Linked DNA regions of Bombyx mori: region 2 is linked to region 1. Evidence: chromatin contacts called from public Hi-C data. All regions are on one chromosome and are shown on one strand. Each heading gives the region's core, a stretch centred on a gene start, on an enhancer-like site or on the middle of the called end of the contact. The rest is flanking DNA. Distances are from core to core; before and after follow the strand shown. Region 1 holds the start of LOC101741792 (SWI/SNF-related matrix-associated actin-dependent regulator of chromatin subfamily E member 1). Region 2 holds the start of LOC134200103 (bridge-like lipid transfer protein family member 3B).

Evidence for each region. Hi-C and Micro-C count contacts between places; a contact is called where the count stands out from the background.
Region 2: a contact with region 1 is called in a Hi-C map of middle silk gland, with 4 times the contacts expected there. The contact joins the promoter of LOC134200103 here to the promoter of LOC101741792 in region 1. A contact is called at or near these places in 5 of 7 Hi-C or Micro-C datasets (middle silk gland, posterior silk gland, an unstated tissue and 1 more).

The regions. Positions count from the first base shown.
Region 1 is chr14:6,524,933-6,528,581 of ASM3026992v2, reverse strand. LOC101741792 (SWI/SNF-related matrix-associated actin-dependent regulator of chromatin subfamily E member 1) reads left to right here and starts at 2,303. Exons shown (of 13, transcript XM_062672067.1): 1 at 2,303-2,461; 2 at 3,321-3,395. The coding sequence starts at 3,329.
Region 2 is chr14:6,665,738-6,669,647 of ASM3026992v2, reverse strand. It overlaps LOC134200103 (bridge-like lipid transfer protein family member 3B), which reads right to left and starts at 2,444. Exons shown (of 7, transcript XM_062672069.1): 1 at 2,258-2,444; 2 at 1,715-1,916; 3 at 448-558. The coding sequence starts at 2,301. It overlaps LOC101742085, which reads left to right and starts at 2,612. Exons shown (of 4, transcript XM_004922609.5): 1 at 2,612-3,028; 2 at 3,580-3,910. The coding sequence starts at 3,607.

The sequences.
Region 1 (3,649 bases), core at 1,054-3,553:
GTCTTATTCTTAAGGCCACAATGACACTCGATCTCGGGAACTGCATATATAGGGGTAACTGTTATATACTATGAATATGAACTGTACCTTCACCGGGGTGTGGAAAGAAGAAAACGTTATCAGCATTCATGGGTCTGATAAAACAAAAGACCGCGTCTTAGGCAGTAGGCTACCATCCGATTATGTTTTATTGCCTTGCCTCTTCATGTCCCAAGATAAATTGTACGGGCATCTGCTCTGCAAGTGTCACGGAGATTTGTCTTCTCCGAGGGCATCCTTTTATCTTCAACCAGCTTGGATTCCATTCTAAACACTCATGCACACAATAAGCGCACGCTTCACGGAGCACATACCATTAGGGCTTAGCGTTTAGAATGAGGTAGGCATTTAGTTTTTATAGCCACCCACCTTGAGATATAGGTTCTAAGTTCTCAGTATAGTTACAACGGCTGCCCCACCCTTCAAACCGAAACGCATTACTGCTTCACGGCAGAAATAGGCAGGGCGGTGGTACCTACCCGCACGGACTTACAAGAGGTCCTACCACCAGTAAAAGTAGTTATAACAATGTTGCATGATTAAATTCACTCAAGATGAAAATGTCTTTAATAGCCTCTAGATAATAAGGAGCCTCTAGGATCTTAATAACGAGTTTTTAGTTAAAATACGTTTAGATTTAGTCTTATAATGGAAACGTTAAAAAAGCGATTGATTTATGTAGATTATGTAAATCGTTACCAGTTTTCCATCGATGGACGTCGCCAACGATCTACCTCGTGTGTGCTTAGTGCGAGGGTTTTAACTGCTCGATCGCGTAGAAATTAAATCAAATTTGTATGGAGTTGGAACAGCTTCCCTTCGTACGCCGCCTCTAGCGAAGAAGAACTGAAGACAGAGCCGAGTTGGACCATCTGAATTAAAACAATAGTACACAATTATATAATTGGGCTGTGAGGTCGTCCACCCATCTAAGCAATAAAAAAAACCACAGTCTCGATCAGCGTGTTTGTCCCGCACTAGTGAATCTGAATACTCTGTTTCCAAAGCCGCAGACATAAGTCATACACAATACGTAGCCTTAGTTTATACATGTACAGATAGGCTCAAACAATGAAACCTGGTAACATGACAATTAGCATTATTATCATCTACTAATTTCGCAATGTCAAGCCACACCTATCTCGGAATAATATTAAAAGGTACCCTAGCTTCATATGCTAGATAGCTTTTATCGAATCCATGAATGCTCACTTGCACTCCGCCCATAGTCAAAACAGCCCTTCGTTGTGAATGAGTTTATATGACCATTGCATGTATTTATAATGTATTTTGGTGTGACTTAAATAACATTTAATTTTTTAATAAATTAATTTAAAAATTTGTTCAGTGCGCTTTGAAGAAACTAACTGCATTCTAGCAGTTATTATCTTTATGTATTTACCATTAGCGTAGGTATTGCTCTAATGTAAATTGTGTGTGACGATAGCAACAATAATCATCAAGGGCGTTATTTGCAAGTAAAAAAAAAGAAGACAATGTAACGTTTTTTCATAACAACAACGCGATCCGATTACCCCCTTTATCGTGTATCGTTGTGTTGGCATTTTATCTTCCAAACCAGCTTCTTTCTTCTTCTTCTTTTTTTTTTAAATCTGACATTTGTTTTCTTAATGTTTATTTATGGCCAATAGTTACATTCTCTTTTATCTTAGTTTAATTTAAAAGATTTCTACATACAGAGTATATAAAAGCTTCTATTATTCCGTTATATGAAAAATGCTGTGCGATATGAGATTAACTTCATTAATTTGAGTCTTCAATCAATTGGGATGAAATTAAAAGAGACGACATGAAATGGGATAAAAAAAAGTAAAGTCTCCGTAAAATACAGTTTTTTTAGGATTGAGAGATTACTGGTGGCCCGGAGGCCTTTTCAATTTCGCCAGGACAGATCGGCGAGCAAACACTCAGCCAGGATTTGCTAACAACTGCCCGAGCGCCTCCAAAGAGACCTAACAACCCACGAGCAGCAAAATAGTGGTTATTTACTGAAAGTTCGGTGGATTTTTTCGAAAAACCAGAGATGCCACGTTCGGTGGCTTGTGTTTAATTTTCCCACATTTGTACATACACTTTCACTAATGCCAAATAGTTAACAAATCACAATTTTTACACAATTAAACGCGAAGAGATCCAAAATCAACATTTTAAAACGACCTTAGAATGAACGTACAATTTAATAATCGACTAACAAAACTATGTGTTACATTTGATACCATAAATTGCTCTACTCTAATCTACGTTGACAACGTCAATTGTCATTTGGTTCAATTAAATTAAAAATGGAATGAAAGATGGAGATTGAAATAGGCCCGTTAGTATTTTAATGAAAAAGACGCGTTGCCATTATCGAGCCTTTTAAAAATTAAACCAAGCTTGAACTTTCAATAAAAGCGATAAGGTAGTACGATACATCATTTATTAAGTTTTAACTTACTTTACTCTTTGGTTTTTACTAAATAAGTAAGTAAGTAATATGGTTGCATAAAACTTTATTTTTATAAACAATGTATCTTGATAGCGGATTTGTTCGTATTACAACAAAAAAGTAAACAGACTTACAAAATAATTGTTGCATTATTTCCAAGCAATTTCATTCAAAAAAATTAAACATTTTAAGTTATCTTTAAATTCAAATACATCCGTACTGTTGGCATTTTCATTAAGATGTTTAACAATGCAAACACAGCGTGATCATAGCCTCTTTATATTAGCCTATCCAAATAAGACTCCAATTTAATCATTTGTAATATTAGTCATTCAGCCTCCCTTCAACAAAGTGGTTATAAAATGAAGCGAATAAAAAAGAACTGACTTTCAATATCGACGTCGTCTCTTGTTTTTTTCAGTTTTGTGATTTCCACCTATAACATTTTAATTAAAAGTATTAAGTACAGATTAAGGATATATTTTTGTTTGTTTTCCCAAACACCTTATGTAGACTAGAAATCATTAAATGAAACTTAATAAAATGCAAACGAGGGGATTGAAATTAAATTGCCATAACTGCAATACATTTTTTAAATAATCCCCATTATACAGCTGGTGTTCTTTCTGTAATTATATACATCCCAAAAATTTGAACAAGAAGTGCTTGTGAAGTAGTTTCACCAGTATTGAGTTTGTAATGGTGTGAGACTTGTTTTATAAAATGTATAATATGACTATGACACTAGCTCATAAACTATGAGTACAAAAAATAAAGAATGATAAGCCAATAAATATGCTTGTTTTGGAATAAATTCAAAATTTGGTTTCAGGTGTGCCAATGGCTACACAAAACAATTACAAACAAAACACTTCGATGTCAATGCCCAGTCCTCAGAGCAATCCGCGTTTGTATTACCAACTATAATCACAAAAAATTTAAATATATATTTTATTAAATTTTAAATATTATTAATGTAGTGAATGTTGACTGCCATTGAATTTGTAATGATATGTTCTAAACAGCTAATTTTATTTAAAAACTAGATAATACTAATCTTTTAAAAATGTTTCCTTTTATATAAACTTTGTTGGATTTTCTCTTAATTTAAGTCTGATCTGATTTAAATGTTTCCTGAGACCTCTTCATATTTACATTGAT
Region 2 (3,910 bases), core at 1,195-3,694, 140 kb before region 1:
ACCTTCCACATTGAAGGAATAACATTGCGTAATAAAAAAGGAAACCTGCAAACTCTGTAGGTAGGTGAAAGGTAATTACCACCATTCAGCGTATGTGAGTTCCATTGTTATTTTACAATAAAAACTGAGACTTGAGATAACATGGCCCTGATTAGTGCAATATATTGATACCCGTTTTGATAAACTATTATACCCCATCGTTTCACTTGTCTTAAATTTAAAATTAAGGCTGAGATAGTTTTACTTCAATGAACGAGATAAATAATGCAAAATGTATTTCTCAATACAAAGTAATAATGTAGAGAAACTATGAACACATTCAAATTTCTTTGTAATATTTGTGTAGATAATATTTTATCTAAATAGTTTATCGTTCAAATATTTAAGCTCTAGATTATCTAATTTTATATTTGTTCCAATATTTATCTAAAATAATTCATATGTTACCTTGTGTATATAACTATATTTTCCTGGAACAGGTAAAGCACCGGCCGCACTCGGATTCATAACCCGAGGTTCTGAACATACCTCCAAAGCTATATGGACTTCGTCTAGATTCTGAAAAACAACAAACACTTGTCTATTTGACCTTGAAGTTTACTAACAAAACATTTTACGTGTTCTGGCAATTTGTTGTACACAAAAACTCTGTAATACTAAGGTTGAGCACATAAAAAAAGGACTTAACATGTAACACAGTTTTTTTGTAATATTGATGTCGCTAACTTAATACTTATTTTGTAATGAATCATGATTTGTAATATATTTTTTTATTGTCGTATGCAGTGTAATAGTAAAAACGAGATGACCTGATCATCGCAAGCAATTCTTCACAGCACATGTCATGACACATAATATGTTAAAAGACAGTGATTTTAAAAAAAGAGTACATCTATACTTTTTATTGTTGCTGTGCTGTGTTGGTGTGTACTTTGACCAACTATGATTATAAATCAAAAACTTTTCATTTTCATAATAGAGAATATTGCATACTAACAAACACTAAATTTGAAGAGTTGAAGGCTAACACTATGTTGCTAACTAATTCAGTAGACTGTAACTCTGATATGCATTATTCATTACTTGTCAGTATTTATGCATGAATCTACCTGCATGTTTTTAATGAATTAGTCTTGTTGTGTTATGTCCTTGATAGTTTGTTTTTGTTATAATTTAAGAATGCCATCTGTCTGTGTATTAGAGTTTTAGTCAGATAATAATAACACAGAACTACAATATTTGACACATCAGTACATATAGAATCATAGCATACCTTCCATATTTATTAAAATAACAAAAATATGAACAATGAATAAATATATATATCATATTGGCTAGGTGATGACTTCTGAAGAGTGGCCAGCGAGAGGTGTAAGAGAGTTGAAGACTGGGCTCAGTGGTGTGAATTGGGAGTGTTCTATGTCCAGTAGTGAGCGACTGTGGGCTGATGATGATCATATATATTACATTATACTTAAAATATTATTTGGGAATAACTAAAGAATATGTTGCAAATAGTTGTTATGTGTTTTTGTTAGTTTCTAAATAATTTTAATGCTAAATACAAATTATAAAATGTAGTTATTCATAAACAAATTCTAATATTTGGGTACTAAAGATTTCACTGGGAGTGATCCGTTTTATTAACGCACTACCAAATCAAGTCTAGAGGGTAAAGATGCCCTTAATTATTACTCATTGAAATGACTTTTACCAGTACAATGGGCACAGTCTTCAGTTTGGTCCATTGTATTCTGAAAGATGCTCGATTGCATTTAGCAGATGTGAGCCGCAGCCATCCTGGTAGTTCTAGGAGATCAGTAAGTAAATCTTCATCGAGGGTCAAGTCTTGGAGTTCACCGGAACCTCGAAGTGCCGATAGTGAGATTTGCTCCGGTGATAAGTTTTTTGTGAACCTAATCACATTGAATTCTTCATATTATCATTTTTATCGAAATTCGTATAAGGTATAAAAGTAAGCTAGTTTTGTTTACTTTCAGGTTTGCAGAATATTGCAACCTGGTTCATAACTATGGATTTTAAATTTTGTATGGTTTCTGACAAGAGAATCTGAAGAAACAAAGGAAATGAAAATATGTCAGTTGAATTTTAAAACTACTCATATTAAGTGAGTTTATAGTTAAGTTAAATTATTATCATGTAATGAGATTAAAATCATAGTTTAATTAGAAAATTTGTTTAATGTGTGCCTATTTAGTTAATTGCATATTTTTCTGGTTTAGTTTCTGACACATACCTGGATAGATGTTTTAATAACTGGTTTTTTATTATAGTCACCATTTTTTTTAAGCAGAAAGTAATAATAAATGAAATTCATAGAAACATTATTTTCCAAAAGAATAATAAGGTCCTATTCAATGATAAGAACCTGAGATTGAATGAATGATTAAAAGTGAAATTTTACTGAATGAGTTACGGTAACTAATCAAATTGTGATTTGAAAATGTCAAACTCAAATATCAAGGGATGAGCTAAACAGTGAGACTACGAAACAGAAAAGTCGATTTCTATGATAAAGTCGATTGAAAGCCATTAAATTTGCCTAAATATACCATAACCATTTTTTTGGAACAACATCTTATTAATCCTGTTATTCTTCACAAAATTAACACTGCTAAAGCTCTCGGTCGTGACTCATTATGAACAACATCGTTATTGTGTTATTTAGGTTTGGTTGCTAGGGACTTTATCGATTTTAAAAACAAAGGACACTGAAGATATGTATGTTACTTTTACGCTAATAATATAAAAATCACAATGTTTTTCATTAATGACTGGCTGTATGATAAGGAAAATTATCAGTGACAGTCGAAATTTAAATATTAGCAATGTGTCAAAACTTTTATGTCCATCAATGAAACAATTCAATTTTTATAAGTATTTGTAAATTGTAAATTTTGTGAGATTTTTTGCGAAGTGAATAGATTAGTGAGGAACTGGCTTAATTTGAGCAAATATTTAAATGTATAATTGCTACAAGTAAACTGACAGGAGCTTCCGTTTTTAGGTAAGTTTATTTCTACTTTACGTTGTGATACATTTTAGAAGTGAGTGATAGAGATACAGCTTAGATAAATTGTCATTATAAAATTTAGTAGATTTAAAAGTATGGTTATTGTTAACAATTTGAAATTTGTTTCTTAACAAAGATTACCGCGTATACTTCAAAATTTGACGCGATGATTCTTTGCTCGTAAGTTAATTTATTTTTGCGTCTATCTTAAAATATTTTATCACATTGGATTTCCGTTGAACGGTTGTAATTTTCGCCGTCACCGTATCTACTATCAAATGCTATGTTCACGCTTTAAATATATTAATTAATTATATCGAGGGGTGAAAAGCTATTTGGTTTAAGCGGCATTTTTGCAAATTTACAGGAGAGCCATTGAATGTTTTGTATTTAGAAAAAATATCATAATAATAAAAACTTCCTCAGCTATTTCAATGGCTATTTCAGCTCTTTTACGTATTAAGCGAAATATCTCTTAAACCAAATGGTCTTTAATTCATCGATAGGTATATACAAACATGTACCCACGAATTTAAAATTTTTAGCAGCCGTTAGATAGCACGCTTCCCACAATGTCACGCCGAGAGAGTACTATAGAAGTCAAAGATTATATCGACACAAAAAATTCATCGGGCGATTCTAAAGCTGTAAAAACTAAAATACAGGAAGAGAACAATAACGAAATAGATGAACTGTCGAAAGAATTCACGGAAATGGGATGCATAGTCGACGCCGTGAAACGACCTCCGAACGTTTGCGTTGAGACTTGTGTTTACGAATCAAAAGATGATGAGAAAACCGAAAGATATTACACGGATGACGAAGACGCTTATTCAGATGAGTTCGAAGATGATAAGAGTGAAGAGGAAGTGTCTA